5 separate regions of the Sus scrofa genome follow, and all the other regions are linked to region 1. Evidence: chromatin contacts called from public Hi-C and HiChIP or PLAC-seq data. All regions are on one chromosome and are shown on one strand. The core of a region is the stretch at or near the end of the contact, and the rest is flanking DNA. Distances in the headings are between cores, read along the strand shown. Region 1 has its middle 18 kb from the start of GRB7. Region 2 has its middle 16 kb from the start of ZPBP2. Region 3 holds the start of STARD3 (StAR related lipid transfer domain containing 3). Region 4 holds the start of IKZF3 (zinc finger protein Aiolos). Region 5 holds the start of PGAP3 (post-GPI attachment to proteins factor 3).

What was found. Hi-C and Micro-C count contacts between places; a contact is called where the count stands out from the background. HiChIP or PLAC-seq counts read pairs in DNA pulled down with a chosen protein or histone mark.
Region 2: a contact with region 1 is called in an H3K27ac HiChIP or PLAC-seq map of alveolar macrophages. The contact joins two enhancer-like sites. A contact is called at or near these places in 2 of 47 Hi-C or Micro-C datasets (embryonic fibroblasts and epiblast stem cells) and 1 of 2 datasets of contacts at active chromatin or transcription factors (alveolar macrophages).
Region 3: a contact with region 1 is called in an H3K27ac HiChIP or PLAC-seq map of alveolar macrophages. The contact joins the promoter of STARD3 here to the enhancer-like site in region 1. A contact is called at or near these places in 14 of 47 Hi-C or Micro-C datasets (alveolar macrophages, blood, embryonic fibroblasts and 9 more) and 2 of 2 datasets of contacts at active chromatin or transcription factors (alveolar macrophages and skeletal muscle).
Region 4: a contact with region 1 is called in a Hi-C map of liver, with 5 times the contacts expected there. The contact joins the promoter of IKZF3 here to the enhancer-like site in region 1. A contact is called at or near these places in 8 of 47 Hi-C or Micro-C datasets (alveolar macrophages, blood, embryonic fibroblasts and 2 more) and 1 of 2 datasets of contacts at active chromatin or transcription factors (alveolar macrophages).
Region 5: an H3K27ac HiChIP or PLAC-seq map of alveolar macrophages shows a contact between it and region 1. The contact joins the promoter of PGAP3 here to the enhancer-like site in region 1. A contact is called at or near these places in 1 of 5 promoter capture datasets (liver), 10 of 47 Hi-C or Micro-C datasets (alveolar macrophages, blood, embryonic fibroblasts and 5 more) and 2 of 2 datasets of contacts at active chromatin or transcription factors (alveolar macrophages and skeletal muscle).

The regions. Positions count from the first base shown.
Region 1 is chr12:22,563,646-22,566,744 of Sscrofa11.1, forward strand. No RefSeq gene overlaps it. Among named protein-coding and RNA genes, the nearest start is that of GRB7, 18 kb to the right of the region's middle. Within about 2 kb of position 1,491, at least 38 of the 83 cell types and tissues checked have an H3K27ac peak or open chromatin away from gene starts, as enhancers often do. A contact at or near this core is called in alveolar macrophages, embryonic fibroblasts, liver and 4 more, where this site is marked.
Region 2 is chr12:22,445,391-22,448,489 of Sscrofa11.1, forward strand. No RefSeq gene overlaps it. Among named protein-coding and RNA genes, the nearest start is that of ZPBP2, 16 kb to the right of the region's middle. Within about 2 kb of position 1,426, at least 13 of the 83 cell types and tissues checked have an H3K27ac peak or open chromatin away from gene starts, as enhancers often do. A contact at or near this core is called in alveolar macrophages, where this site is marked.
Region 3 is chr12:22,679,033-22,682,131 of Sscrofa11.1, forward strand. STARD3 (StAR related lipid transfer domain containing 3) reads right to left here and starts at 1,653. Exons shown (of 15, transcript NM_001143725.1): 1 at 1,604-1,653. PPP1R1B (protein phosphatase 1 regulatory subunit 1B) reads right to left here. Exons shown (of 6, transcript XM_021067047.1): 6 at 2,212-2,998. The coding sequence ends at 2,949.
Region 4 is chr12:22,464,906-22,468,004 of Sscrofa11.1, forward strand. It overlaps IKZF3 (zinc finger protein Aiolos), which reads left to right and starts at 1,481. Exons shown (of 8, transcript XM_005653923.3): 1 at 1,481-1,768. The coding sequence starts at 1,762.
Region 5 is chr12:22,628,756-22,631,854 of Sscrofa11.1, forward strand. It overlaps PGAP3 (post-GPI attachment to proteins factor 3), which reads left to right and starts at 1,664. Exons shown (of 7, transcript XM_013979725.2): 1 at 1,664-1,996. The coding sequence starts at 1,816.

The sequences.
Region 1 (3,099 bases), core at 241-2,740:
CCTCCCATCCCCTGGAATCCAGAGGCCAAGGAAGAGTTGGGGAGGGGACGGTGACAGTTCTGGGAAGGCCAAGAACACTGAGGGAGGGTGGAGGAGCTCCTGTGGCCAGGACACAAGGTCTGGCACCCGAGCATTCCCAGGCAGACAGTTGTTTGCATAAAAGCCAAAAGCCACTGCACCTGGGGTGGGGAGGCCCTCTGGGGAGGTGCTCCCTGGCTTGGGGGAGAGGGGGGAAGGAAGGTGTCATGGAAAGTCCCTGAAGGACACGGGGTGTTGAATTTGTTGCGGTTTTGTTTTTAACTCCGTCCTGACCTGTGAAGTAGGCAGCTGCCTCCCTTCCCCCCAAAATAACAGACCTTCCCCCAGAATAACACGAGCACACCCAAGGAAGGAGCCTTCAGTGGAAAGAATGGAGGTTAGAGGGCCTGCGGGTGATGTAAATTGCCCCTCCCTTTCCCCAGGACTGAGGGGGCAGGAAGCCCCAGAGCAGCCTTTTCCCATCACCTCTCCTTCCCCCACAAACCCCCCAGGCCCCCCAGAAGAGCCGCCTAGTCAAATAAACCACAGCCCTGGGGGCAGCTGGGGGATGGGAACTAGGGGGGCAGATGCTGCCTCCTCCTCCAGGCTGTCCTCCCAGGGCTCCATCCCCATGCAACCCCCACAGGAATCCCATTCTCAGCACCTCCATCTCCCTCTCACTCACAGACACTGACTGCTCTCCTCTAGACTCCTGGGTGTGTGTGTGGGGGGGAGGGGGTTGTGTGTGCATGTGTTGGGGGAAAGCAGGCAGAATCAGTGAATCCAGCAAAGTCTCTGTATAGCAAAGGCCGGCCTTGTGCAGACGCCAGCTGAGTATTTGGACTCCTGGGTTCCAATCCCAGCCCGGCTGCTCTCTACCTGCCCCTGAGCACCCTGCCGTCCCTGTCTGGGCTTTGCTTTCCCCCTAGAGTCAGGGATCCAACAGGCAACCTGGCCTCAACCCCGCGCTCCAGCCAGGCCTTTCCCCAAATCTAGAAACAAGAATAGGAGAGAAAGATGGTTCTGGCCCTTCTTCTTTCTCTCCCCCAAACTCAGGCACTGGGAGGGAGGTGGGGCGCCGGAGCTAGAGTGACGGCGGCCTTTGATTCTCTCAAGTGGTCAGAGAAAACCATTCTATAAAATTCCAGCCCTGGCCCACAAAGTGGGGGTGGGGTGGGGCGGGGCATGGGGACAGCAAGGTGACAATGGATATGGGCACTGAGGTCGGGTCCGGGCCCCTGGCCTCTTCTCGGGACCTCCTCTTAACTCTGCATAAACCCAGACACCAGATTCCCGGGTTGGGGGTGCCTGGGAGAGGAAAGCCAAGGTCGGGCGGAGGGGGGAAGAGGTGCGGTGCGAGGTGGGAGTTGAGGGGGGTGTGAGGGGAGGGGCAGCTGCACTTCTGAGAAACAGCTCGGGCGTCTCAGCAGCCCGCAGCCTAACCCCCTGCCTGCGGCTTCACAGCTCGCTCCTCTTGCCGCCCACGCCGCTCGGGGCCTCTCCGGGGGTCGACAGCCCCCGCGGAGGCGGCGGCTGCTAAGGAGCAGCGGCAGCTCCGGGGACAGCCGAGTGGAACCCATGGGACTTGGGGGTGGGGGTGGAAAATGGAAGAAAGCGTGGGTTGCGTGACACCCCAGGAGTGAAACGCCATCCCTCACTCGGGGTCCCGAGCACTGGACCTTGGCACGCCGCGTGTCCCCCCTCCTCCCCCAGCCCGGGTACTCTCCCATCACACCCCAAGCAGGATCCAGAAGTGAAACCGCTCAGGGTCACAGCCCAGCGCCGCTGCTGTGCCACGCCCCGCCCTTCCGGGCACTGCAGCCTTGCAGGATCTCCCAGCACTCGGGCGACTGCTGGGGAGGAAACTGGGGGAGGGGAAGGGGAAGTGCCGCGTGGGGCAGTCTGCAAAGCGAGGCCTTCTCTCCTGGGAGTGCCCGTCCGTAACCACTAGTGGGAACCTCTAGCGGCACAGACCTTAGCGGGAACCAAGGAAGAGGCGCCTGCACTTCCCACCATAGCCACTGGGTGTCGCTGCAGCCGCGCGGCTGAGCCGGCCCAGGCCGTCGGGAGGCGGGGGCGCGGGTCCAAAGGAGCTGGATGACCCGAGCCCACCGCCGCCTTCGCCCCCGAAGCATCCTCCGTGCTTGTTTGTGGCCTGCAGAACCTTCCTCCACCCGCCTGGTCTCTAGAGGCCTCCACCCGGCCCACAGGCTCTCAGCGAAGAGCAAATCAACCCCCTTGCCCCGCGACGGATGGGCTCATTGCTGTGGCCCCAAGCGAGCCTCCTTCGTCAGGCCAGAGGATAGACGACGCATCCTCGGCTGCCTTGGCGGGGCCGGATGTGCTGAAAGTCAGGCCTCCGGAGCTCGCCCCCTGGCAAAGCCGGCAGGCTTTTCCGCCGCAGAGCCGGAGGCGGCTCCCTCGAGCCCGGCGACCGCATCTCCCCAACTGCTCGGCTGGCGCCGGTCACTGCCACTGACTGCACACGGGCCGGATTGTTCCCCGGCGAGAAGGGGGAGGAAGAGCGAGCGGTGGGTGCAGATCAAGTGTTGGGGAGCCAGAGCGACTGCTGGATGGGTCCCCGCGTGCGTCCCCACTCCTACTCTCCCAGCCGCCCCTTCCCACCCGCAGCTCATCCCTTAGCTGTGTGGGACGGATGGCTCAGCTTGGGAGAAGGGAACGAAAAGACGGGAACCTGTATGGAATCGATGGGTGTAAGAGGGCTGTGGATGGGCCAAGGCTGGGAGAAAGGAGAGAGCCTGGAATCTTTTGGAAAATTGGGGAAGGTTCTGTCTGTTAGGAATGCCCACTTCTACACTGTTTTGGGTCTGACTCAGGGCGGAGTTGGGCAGGTAGATGCAGAGGAACACGTGCCCATTGGCTGGAGGTCTGTGGGATGGATCTGGCTCATTCTGTTCCTGTCTACAGCTAGCTTTCCTTCAAATTGCAGGGCCACAGGGCCCAGCTCCATTACAGAGATTCTAGGGGGATCCAGTTGGTGGTCCTAAAAGAATGGCATTGGGCGTTCCCGTTGTGGCTCAGCAGGTTAAGAGTCTGCCTAGTATCCATGAGGATGCGGTT
Region 2 (3,099 bases), core at 176-2,675, 120 kb before region 1:
TAAGCTTTTTTGGTGTAAATCTTTCCTCTACCCACCTTCTGAAATCTGTGTCAAATCTACCACCTAAATACCCAAGGGACAGAGGGTCTTAAGCTGCTACCTAGGTCACAATGGCACTTCATCAGAGTATCCTATCTGTCTCAGACATTTGTCTGTGCCTCCCTGGTGACAGAGACCAAGACTACTGAGCATAGCACCTGCAGGAAATAAAAACTTATTAATTGAATGTATACAAATTACCATGAAAAGCGATGGATTCCTGCCCGTGTAGGATCACTACGTCTATCACAGGCCCTACACGCTAATACAGAGCCTTAGAATTGTTGGTGTTTTATGGTTTACACAGCTCTTTCATACAAATTATATGATTACATGGAGTTACATTATAAATGAGGCTGAAACTGGTATTAGTTTCCCCACAGCAGGGATGACAAAACTGTCTTTGCCAAAGATAGAAAATGATAAAGAGTCAGGACTAGAATAGGAAGCCATTTCCATTGCAAACTGCAGGTGTCTTCCTCACTCGCTTTCTGTCATTCAGGGGAGACACGTCTTGCAAGATGCTTTGAAAACCACTGGATATTAGACTCAAACAGCTGGGCCATAAAAAAGAAGGGGGAGTCCAATGCACTTATCTCCACCCCCAGTTTAGTCTTCCCTCTGCATTAAAAAAATCCGGTTGACTTCCGTCTGTGTGAACCACATTCCAGAAAACTTCCACAGAGGTGAGGCAGGGTCCAGGAGCCTGCATGAGAACTCTTCAAAGCTGTGGGCCCTGCATCTCCAAGAAAGGGACCTCAGGCTCGTTTGGACTGAGATGTGCTTCCTCTACGCCTTAAGTTGTATGCAACTTTTTCTAGTCAATAGCTGGCTGGTTTGAAGCACTTTCTTTTCTCTTTGCTTCCTGTTTCTTATCTTTGTTTTCCAAACACCCTCACTGCTCCATTTGTTTCCCCGGCTAGGTATCAGCGTGTTACCCAGGAATGATCCAAAGTGATAGCATGACATGTGTTCATCCAAACTTCAGGTCACATATCTAGCAAGGATCTATACCTTGGCACCAGTCATGTTTCTGCAACCTTAAAGGTCCTCTGGATCTGCATAATTCATTATTGTGCCATAGCTGCTGAAGTTATATTCCTTCCTGATAGCTACAATCTCTGGCTCAGTAAGAAATACAACAGTTCTTGGGCTATGTAAATTTTCAATCTGAGAAATGGATTATTGGTGAAATAAAAAGCCTGCTACCGTAAGAAAATAATTTCCACTCTATGTCACTGACTCTGCACAAACCCAGCAGGGATTGTAACTTAAAAATTACTTTTTTTCTTGAGATCCAGTTTTGTTTTTGACTATAAAACGATTACCCCTCATAGAGCTAAAGGTAATCATACTAATCTGTCAGTTTATCTATGTGCTTCCTTCCGAGGGACTGAAGAAACTTGTGAAACTGAAGGAGGAAGTCAAGAGGGGCCTGAGAAACATTTATCAGATGCGTGTGGGTAAGGAAAGCTTGCCAAGGGCGAACACAGTTAAGATGCAAATATGGCAGCAACCTAAAGAGTTTAAGGGCACTGAGGGTAAAAAACAAAACATAGAGGGAGAAAATAGCTTCCCGCCTTAGGGAAAAAAAGAAATCCACCAACTCAAGAGGAGTGCCTACACCCTGTGGGATTTTCTAAGCAGGGGGAGGAAACGTCAAACCGGAGGCAGCGTCATCAAAAAGCAGTTTCATCACTAGTTCACCCTTTAATCTAGTCTATTAGTTTTCCTTCACTGGGGTTAAAATTTGTATTTTGCTGTATTTTATTTGCCCAGTGGGCACTTTCCCACTGAACAGTTTTGTTTGAAGAGCTCATATAAAATGTTAGAATAGTTATTACCTGTTAAGGTAAAACTCACTGTGAAAGACAGAATTAGTAATTAAGAGCCTAGATCCTGGAGACTTTCAATGCCAACTCTCTTACCTGCTGTGTAACCTTGAGCAAATTACGTACAATTATGTGCCTCTGCACACTGTAAAATGTGAATAATTAGAGCATCTGCCTACTGTGATAACAAATGAAAACTAGAGAATAAATATGTCCAAAATATATACTTTTTCTGTCTTTTTGAGGGCTTCACCCACAGCATATGGTTTCCCAGGCTAGGGGCTGAATCGCCTGCACCACAGCCACAGCAATGCCAGATCTGAGCCGTGTCTGTGACCTACCCCACAGCTCATGGCAACTCCAGATCCTTAACCCACTGAGTGAGCCCAGGGATCGAACCTGCAACCTCATGGTTCCCAGTCGGATTCGTTTCCGCTGTGCCACGACAGGAACTCCCCCTTCTTTTTCTTTTTTTAGGGCCGCACCTGTGGCATATGGAAGTTCCTGGGCTAGGGGTCAAATCAGAGCTGCAGTTGCTGGCCTATGCCATAGCCACAATAATGCCAGATCCTTTAACTCACTGATTGAGGCCAGGGGTCAAACCCACATCCTTACAGATACTAGTCAGGTTCTTAACTAGTATTTGTTTTTGACTATAAAACTATTACCACTCAAAGAGCCAAAGATAATCATACTAACCTGTCAGTTTATCTATGTTCTGAATACATAAACCTGGCTGAGCCGTGATGGGAACTCCGAGACATTTAATTCTTCAGGAGACAAAAGTTTCCCTTTAAATTCTATCATTAAAATGTTTGTATTCTGGGGAGTTCCCACTGTGGCACAGTAAGTTGAAGATCTGCTGTTTTCTCTGTGGCAGCCTGAGTTGCTGCTGAGGCACAGGTTTGATCCCCAGTCTGGGAACTTCCATGGATGTGGACAAAAAAGAAAAAAATAGTTTGTATTCTGTTTCTCACGTTTATAAAATTCCACTGTTTCAAAATGAGACACGCTATTGTAAATAAAATTTTTTAAATGCTTTAGTCTATCTCAGGATTACCTTACATTCATTCACGTGTGTGCCTATTTTTTATGCTAACAGAAAAAAACTGTACAAACAATGAGATTCATCCTTACTGGAAGAGACACATATTCTGGACGTGGATATGCCTTCCACGCTGAGAATGCTTCCAGCAGCACTGTCACCAGTGGACGCACAGAATGCCGT
Region 3 (3,099 bases), core at 403-2,902, 120 kb after region 1:
GGGAACCTCCATATGCCGTGGGAGCAGCCCAAGAAATGGCAAAAAGACAAAAAGACAAAAAAAAAAAAAACAAACCAGGAAATCTGATTCTCAATCATCGTGCTACCATGGACAGGGCACTGCAGGGACTCAGAGGGGGCAATATTGCGCCTTGAGCGGTGGGCTGGGCAGAAGGTGATCCAAAGGTGATGCTGCCTGAGCAGAGCACTCCAGGACAAGCAGAAGGCAGCCCAGCCAATAAGAGGAGAAGGGGCTCTCCAGGCAGCGGGGCTGGTGCGTGCAAAGGCACAGAGACACAAAGCAGCAAGGTGTGGGTAAGCATGTCCTGCAGTGCCCTGTCGGACCTTAGGATACACACAGGAAGACTGGCGGGGAAGGCGTCAGATCAGAGAGAGCTCTGTAAATTGTGCTAAAGATGCAGCCTTTCCCATAGGCAATGGGAAAGCATCCAAGGGTTTTCGACAAGGAAGTGATACTATGAATTGTGTTTTTCAAGGATGAGAAGAATTGCAGTTTGGAGACTGAGCTGCAGGCAGCCATGACTGGAAGTTGCTGGAAAGCCACTGTGGTCATCCTGGTGAGAAACACATCAACGAGAGTGGTCACAGAAGAGAGGGAGGCACAGGACTAGATGTGAAGCATGTTCAGGAAGTCAGCTGGACTAAGTCACCTCTTAGATATGGGAGTTGAGGGAGAAATATATGATAATTATTAGGTTTCTGGCTGAGATGGGGTGGCAGAGAAAGAAGGAATCTGCAGGGGAAAAGAGCAGTTCAAGTTTAGACAGAGTGAATTCCAGCTGAAGTGGAGCTGTCCAACTAGTAGCCTAAGGCCAACTGAGGCTCCAGGGAGAGGCTTCGGTGAAAAGGTAGATCTGGACACGACTGGGGTATGTAGGTGGTGTAAAGCTGAAACCATGAGAGTGGATGAGACCATCCAGATCCAGAGTTAAGAGGCTGGCTGAGCAAGAGAGATGAATGTGAAACCGTGCTTCTACAGTCAGAAGAGCAGGAGGAAAATAAGGGGATGCCGACGCGGTGGAAGCCAAAAAAGAGGGTGATGGGTACGTGTTCACTACTGCAATTGAGAATTTATGTCACTGGTGTTATGCTCCTCTAAGAACTCAAGAAAGATACGTTAAAGGGCCCTTATAATGTCAACTGGGAAGTCATTCACTGTCGTTTCCAAAGGAAGTTGAGGGAGACCGGATGACGGTGAGACATTGACCTCCAGGAACTTGGAAATATTTTCCTCCTCATTCTCAGATCCTGACCCCTCCCCAGATCCTGACCTTTAATACCCTGATACCTTCCCCTTGCTTCTTCCCTCACAGCAACGTGAGAGGCTTTGGAGGGCGATCCGGGACGCCTTTCCAAGGCTCTCTCGAGTAGGCGGGGCCGTAGAGGGTCAACGCAGACGACCCTCCAACCCCGCGCTGAGTGGAGCGAGGCCGAGCATAGGAAGGGGGCGGAACCTGGAGCGCGGAGGGTGTGGGAAGGGTCGGACCGAACCACGAACGGACACCGGCTAGGGAGCCAGGATCCATCGGCGAGACGTAGCCCTCGTACCACCACCCGGTCCCAGTGACCTCTCGCGGACCCACCTGCACCATGTCAGCCACGGCTCCGGCTCTTCCCAGCCCCAGCCGCAATCTGGCTCCGAAGCTTCGGCGGCGCCTCCGAGCGGAAGGGGATCTCCTCTCGGCGCCACTTCCGCCACTGAGTCCGCCCCCGGGAGCGAACCGGGAGGTACTAGGCCCGAGGCACCGCCCCCTCTCCCAACCCCGCCCCCAAGCCCTCAGGCCCCGCCCACAAGGGCGGGAAATGGGGGCTGCTGCTAAAGTTAGGCTTGAAAAGAGGAATTAGAAGCCCAGGGGTTTCGTGCTTATTGGGCCACAGAGGCCTAGCACTCTGGAGAAAAAAGGGGAGCTTCCTGAGGGGAGGCCTGCGGGCCTGGAGGACGAGGAATCCAGTTACTCTTGAAGCACCCCTCTTCTCTCCACCCCGCCCCCGCCCCCGCCCCACCTCTTTCCACCTCCCTAGCAGGATCTAGAATGTCTGTGGTCCTTCCTAAGAGGGCTTGGAACTTGGCTGCAGTCAAGGCTGCAAACTAGAGGACTGGACATTACGGTCAAGGACCTGACCCTTGGATGACTACCACATAGTGAACCTCCTCCTCCCTCTCCTTTTCCCTGAAAGAGAAGTCTCAGCACAGGTATTTACAAAGATTTATTACAGCAGGGGAGCGGTTCAGGCCTGGAGTCAGGGAAGAAGGGAAGAGGACAGAGCAGCTGGAGGACAAGGAGAGCCTAGATCCCCCACTGTTTGCCCCTCCTCCCAAGGACTTACACTAGGCGGCATTCCTGGCATCAAAGCACAAACAAAAGGCAACAAAGCAGCCTCTGCCAGTCCATCTTCCAGGCACCCAGGCTGGGGAGCAGGTGATAAGGGGAAGATTTCCAAAATGTGGAGGCTGTGGAAAGGATGCCTGAATCCTGGGCCCTGGTAGACGCCAGTGAGAAGGAATTCCCAGGGGATGGAGAAGGATCTGTGGGCACTTACAAGTTCTCAGTACCCTCTTTCCCCAGATCTTAGGGTCCTGCCCTGTGGGTTTCCTATGCCCAGGGGAGAGGGTCTGGGGAGTAGAATTGTGAAGGATGAACCTTTGTCCCCCATTTACTGAGTTTTCCAATGCAGACTCTCACACCCCAGCTCCCACCCAGTGAATGGGGGAATGACTGGCAGGGGTAGGCATCAGGCAGCAAGTGCCCAGGGACTCTGAGCATCAGCCAAAGGTGGGCAGATAAGCAAACACAGACCAGCCTTAGTCTTCTAGAAGCCGCAGCCCTAGCAATTGAGAAAGGTACAAAATAGGGTAGGGATGGGGTGGGTTTCTGAGGAACAGCAATGCCCTCTCCACTTCCATCTGGGAGATGCAGGGCTTGGTACCTATGTGCCAGGCTCAGGGTGGGCAGGGCGCTGTGGCTCTTCCCCTGGCTCTGCAAGGCAAGCAAAGGAACTTAGGGCTTGGCCACGCCTACCAAGATCACAACACCAACCCTCCCCAAGCCTCACCACTTAATGCGGGGTCTTCCACTTG
Region 4 (3,099 bases), core at 231-2,730, 99 kb before region 1:
ATGTGAATCCCACTTATGGAGTAGGGATTTATGTACCACCTCCTTGAGGGTGAAGTAGCTGCATAAATTATTTTATCCATGTACTTTTTATCTTTCCCCTTAGGTATCACGTTCTTGAGTCCGAAATACTCAATACTGAACAAATTCTTTAGAGTAGTGACACATGCCATTGTTAAGTATAAAGAACATTGTAGTAGAAAAGTTTTCTATAACTCTTTAATCAAATAACTACTCATCCTTATACCATCCCTGTGTAATTTTACAGTTCCTCTTCTGCTACTTTTGATGTGCTATTTTTGCTTTTAGAAACTAACAAACAACAAATTTCCCCTTTCAATACTAAAATTAGACCTAGTGTTTAGAGTATTTCTCTGAAACTGATATTATCCTGTAGAGCTCCAACCCAAACAAGCTATAGAGATGCTTTCATGGTGCCATGATCTTAAAACAAAGCCAATACAAGTTATTAATTCATTAAAAATCATATATATCTCCTACACCAAAGCATGTTTAAAATAAACATGCATAAAATTATAATATGCACACTTTAAGTGTGGGTTTATTCTTATGTGGTTTGTTGATGCACAAACCCCCAACCTTAAGTCTCAAATATATTTGTATACTAACAATATGTTTCTAACAAGGGTGACAGTGGTCTTTTTGAAAATCATTTACATGCTGTCCAATTCAGCATATTTAGTAACTTTATAAGGAAGGACTCACTTGAACAATGTCCCTTAGACCTTAGTGTGGAGAAAAATTCTGCTTTTGAAAAATTGTTATGTGGTCCTTTCCCTTTTCTTCTCCCTGTAGTCAAAAGTGTGCTGACCTCTATAAAGTGTGGAGGATGGATGTTGGTACAGCTCTGCTTGTTAACATCTTTGAGTTAATGTTATTATCTTATTGTGTCTCCCCACCACCACCACCACCACCACTTAGCACTTATACATTATACATAGGTTTTTGTAGGCTGTCTCACATCTTATTTGGAAGAAGGCAGGGTAGTAGAAAATAAACACACATACGTAGATCACGTAGTATTTTGTGAGTGGTGACAAATACAGCAAGCAGTTCCCAGGAGGGAAAATAAAAGTGAGAGACTTGCTTCCAAAAATGAAAAAGTTGAGTTGATAAAAGTGCCAAAATTCTTTTAAGCTATCCTAGAACTTTCTGAAAACTTGGACCAATAAACTTTATTACGTGAAACGAAAATGTGAGGAAGAAAAACCTATCGAGTGAAGTGAATGCTCCTTGATGATCTTCATGGTTTTCATCCTCGAATCTAGAGCAAAAGTTCCAGATTTTGCTCAATTCCTGCCACACCTCTCTGAACTCAAACTTGGAAGAGAGCTATCCAGATTCCTCCTCTCCCCTCCACGTGATAGCACGCTCTCAACTCACATCCTTCGCCAAGAGACATTTTGAGACCATTTTACTGTGGTGCCTTTCCATCCTATCCGGCTTCTGGGCTGTGACATTCAAAAGGGTGCTGGAGGCGCGGTACCTCCGGGCGCTCCGCGGTGAGCGTCCTTTAAAGCCGCCGCCAGCCAGCGCCGCTGTAACCCCGCGCACCGGCGGGTCGCCGGCTCCTGCCCCCTTCAGTCTGCGCCGACGCGGCGGCCGGCTCCCGGGGACTCCCCGAGCTGGGAATCTCCCGCCAGCTGCGCGCTGCGTCCCGGCGACGGCAGGAGCACGTGGAGCCACTGGGCAGCCAGAGCCGCCGCTCCAGCCCAGCCCAGCCCAGCCCAGCCCGGCGGCGAGATGGAAGGTGAGCCTCCAGCCCGCTTCTTTTCTAAGGGATCTTTGAAATGCTCGACCGGTGCACGCAGCAGAGAGAGTTCCTTCTGAATCTCGGTTTTGCTTCTATTTATTTCTTTTGTCAGAAGTAAATATGAGGCATTTCAGAGGGCAAAGCGTGTGCCGGCTTTCATACATCTCCCATTTGCTCCCTACCCCCTCCCCGCACTTAACTTTGGAAAGTGATAACTTCTCCGCAATTTCATTTCTTAGGAGTTGTCAGGGGTCAGTTCTTGAGTCTGCAGAGGAAGAGTACTTAGGACGAGGTGTCCCTGAATTGGCAGCAAACCTGAGTTGGAATAACTAATCCTTTTGGATGATTTTTTTTCCGTCCATGGCCTTACTGTCCATTGGAATTAGGCTAATATGAGCGACTTCTTTAGAATGAAAGGAGATTGTTTTTCCTCCTAAAGGCAAATGCTGTCATATGGGGAGGTAAATGTTAAAGTATTGGCACTTAGCGGTTCCTTTGGAACTCCATCTTCTAATGATAACTTTACTCAAAGCAAAAATCAAGCTCGCGTTGAGTTTCATTTGAATTAATTTTGAAAGTCATAAAACTCTTCGCTTCTCAAAAATGTTTCAGTATGTACTTCCTTGGGATAACTAAAATTTCCCACTACTATTTGGTAGTCTAAACTTTGCAATAGTCTGTTCAACAAGTGTTTGAAAATGGCAGATGCATCTCAGATTGGGGGAGGTAGTGACAGAAAACCAGAATTTGTGAGAATATATTCATTCTGTTGATAAATGAGATACTGACACCTAAATAAAATGTTCACTTGGTAAATATTATGAATAGCATGGATATTTTCTTCATAGTAATCTAAGGCTCTCTTATTGCCAGGGAACCTTGATCTTTGTCTGCCTTAGGTCTAGAGTATATGAAGTTATTAAAACCTAATTGAATACTTTGGAATATAAGATAGATTTTTGTTTCATAATGTAATTGAGTACAATACTGGGGTACTAAGTCCTCAATTTGTACATGGATATGTTTACAATTTTTTTTAAACTGACTTGGCTTTTATAAACATTTTTTTTCCCTCTAAGTAGAATGCTAAATGCTAAATCAATGAACAGTGTGTATTTAGTATGTGTATAGAAAAATTTAAATGACTATTGAATAATACTTCAAAGTTCTCTTATGAAAAACTCTTTATGCTTTACATTTGAAAATACAAGTCTAAAAATTTGCACTTTGAATATTTGAAAAGTGATTTATGATGTGCAATTTTTACATGTAAAGATTTCATTGGCCAAGAACAGGAAAAAAAATTAGGTTGCTGTACACTATGAACA
Region 5 (3,099 bases), core at 414-2,913, 65 kb after region 1:
AGCTCCTGGAGGGAGGGCTGAGGTTGTTTTGCTCATTTCAGCTTCCCAATCTATAGCAACTGGGTGCTCAACTCCCTGGGACACTATTCATGTTATATTTAACTGGAAAAGGCACCATTCACAGAAAAAGTAATGTGAATGGGGCACCCCTGAGTGCCATTCACAGAACATACAATATGAATGGTGCCTCCCGGAGATGTGCTTTGCCTACCTTGGTGCGAAGGGCCTAAGGCTCAGGAAACGTTTGCTGAACGGTGTGAATGAATAGAATCCAATTTTACTTTCGGTTCATTCCATCTCCCAAGATAAAAAGAAAAAGTTGGCCAGGGGTGGAGAGAGTGGACAGGAGGAAAGGCAGTCATTAATCTGCACCCACACTAATTATGCATCTAGCTATAAGGCGTCGGTGCTTCAATCAGACGGGTTGTGTGCTTGTGCTGGGGATAGAGTGGGGAGGAGGGGTGATACTAAAGCAAACGTCCTCCTATTCCCAAAGATCCTCCTCTTAATATTCCTTGAAATACTACACCTCCCTCTCCTACCTCAACGTCATCTGAATCACTCTGGTGATTTGACAGCCTTGGTTTGGCACACAAATTCTTACGCCGAATTACGTTATTCATTCACTTAAAAACAAACAAAAAAACCGCGTTCTTAGCGAGCGCCTACCCTGAGCCAAATTCTCTACTAGTACTGGTAGTAGAGTAGTAAAACAAGACAGCAGAGGTCCTCACTCTGCCAGGGAAAACAGACCACTGTATATCACCTTCCAGGTGTTATCACCCTCAGAAGTAGTCTTTATTTTGAGACTAGAAAAATCAGCAGGAGTGGGATTAAGAGTGATACAGACGGGGTAAAGCTAGGGAGCTTGAGAGACATGGCCCCTTGAAGTGGGTCAGAGGCAGAGTAGTGAGGGAGACCAGTAGGCAGGAGCCAGATCCTGCAGGGCTTGTGGAGTTACGATTTTATCCTGAGGTAAGTGAGAGCCTGGAAAGAATTTTAAGAAGGAAAAAGTGAAATGATCAAAATTGAATTTTTGAAATTGGAGCATGGGCTGGAGGGGGTTTAAGTAGAGGCAGGGAGATGTGTTAAAAAGCTACTACAGCTGCCTCGGTGACAGATGCTGATGACTTTATTTTTTTATTTTTATTTATTTTTTTATTTTTGTCTTTTTGCTATTTCTTGGGCCGCTCCCGCGGCATATGGAGGTTCCCAGGCTAGGGGTCGAATCGGAGCCGTAGCCACCGGCCTATGCTAGAGCCACAGCAACGCGGGATCCGAGCCGCGTCTGCAACCTACACCACAGCTCACGGGAACACCGGATCGTTAACCCACTGAGCAAGGGCAGGGATCGAACCCGCAACCTCATGGTTCCTAGTCGGATTCATTAACCACTGCGCCACGATGGGAACTCCCTGATGACTTTAAACAGGGTGGTGGTGACAGTGGAGAAGGAGAAAAGTGGACAGTTTCAGGTACATTAGGAAGTGGAAATCCGATAAGGCTGGGAACCGAAAAACAGCCCCAGTTCAAATTAAGAGACCCCGGAGAAAAAAGAACACGGATGTTGATAAAATACAACTTTATTTTGCTTCTTAACTCACCTGGCGTCTCCCTTCCCTAACCCTTTCGCACGTTTTATGCAGATAAGAATAAGACAGGAGGCGGGGCAGGCGCCCAGAAAAATCCGGGAACTTTTATTTAAACTAGGGTGGACGTCAGCGGAGAGTTTGCGAAAGAACACAAGGCACTTCCGGCTATCCCGGAAGTGAGAGAACTTAAGTTCCTCCGCCGGCGGAGGGCCAGGGTGAAGGGATGGCCTGGCGGACGGCGCGGCTGCTGCTGCTAGCCGGAGCAGCCGCACTAGCAAGCGGTTCACAGGGCGACCGAGAGCCGGTGTACCGTGACTGCTTGCTCCAGTGCGAGGAGCGGAACTGCTCCGGGGGCGCACTGAAGCACTTCCGCTCCCACCAGCCAATCTACATGAGTCTAGCAGGTAAGCCCCACCCCGCGGTAGACCCCGCCCATTTATCTTGGCCCCGCCCCTTCGCCCCCAGTTGCTACCCCTGCAGTGTGTGTTTTCGTTCCTCCCCTGAATCCATTATGAACATAAGATGAGTGGAAGCTCTGGTGATCCTCATCAGCCAGGAGCTTCATTTACTTTTTCTTACTTAGTCAAATGGGCATTTACCACCTCCTGGGTACAAATCCCTGGAATGACACTGAAATCAGACCAGGGTCCAGCCCTTAGGGACTTTGAGTCCCTACCTGGGACTTCAGCCTTCTCAAATACAAGGAAGAGGACAATTTATTTTTATTTATTTATTTATTTATTTATTTTTAGGGACGCACTTGCAGCATTTGGAAATTACCAGGCTAGGGTTGACTTGGAGCTGCAGCTGCCGGCCTATACCACAGCCACGGCAATGCCGGATCTGAACAGTGTTTGCAGTCTACATCACAGCTCATCACAGCAGGATTCTTAACACACTGAGCGAGGCAGGGATCTAACCCACGTCCTCATGGATACTAGTCTGGATGAGTAGTGAGCCAGGATGGTAATTCCTGCAGAGGACGATTTGAGCCCTAAGCGATTAAGCAGTAGGAGCATGTAGGGGAGGGAGGAATCATTTCTGGCTTTGAAAATGTGGGGGCAGTGATTGTTTTGGAACATTCTGTAAAGGAAGGGCTTCCAGATGGATACATTAAATTTAGATCTGTGGCCATAGTGGGCACTTATTCAGTTAATTTTCACAACAAACCTTTGAGGTCGATTCTCTTAACCTGATTTTTATAGATGGGAGACTCAGAGAGGTTTAGTGCCCCGCCCAAAGTCACACAGCTAGTAAGTGGTAAAGCAGAGTTTTCTGTTCTGGCTTGTTTGACTACAAGTGTGTTCTCTTTACTATCCGCTTTGCATGCCAGACAGAGGAAACAGAGAGTGGAGGCCCTGGGCAGATATGGGCACATCCAGCAGCTTGGTTTACTCAGGGAGCAAGGTGCATGAAAAGGAGCAGTGGGAAATAAAGTTAGAAAGGCAACATGGGGCTTCAAAAGTCAGACTGAAGAATTTGGGCTTTATTTCATAGGTAGGGCATA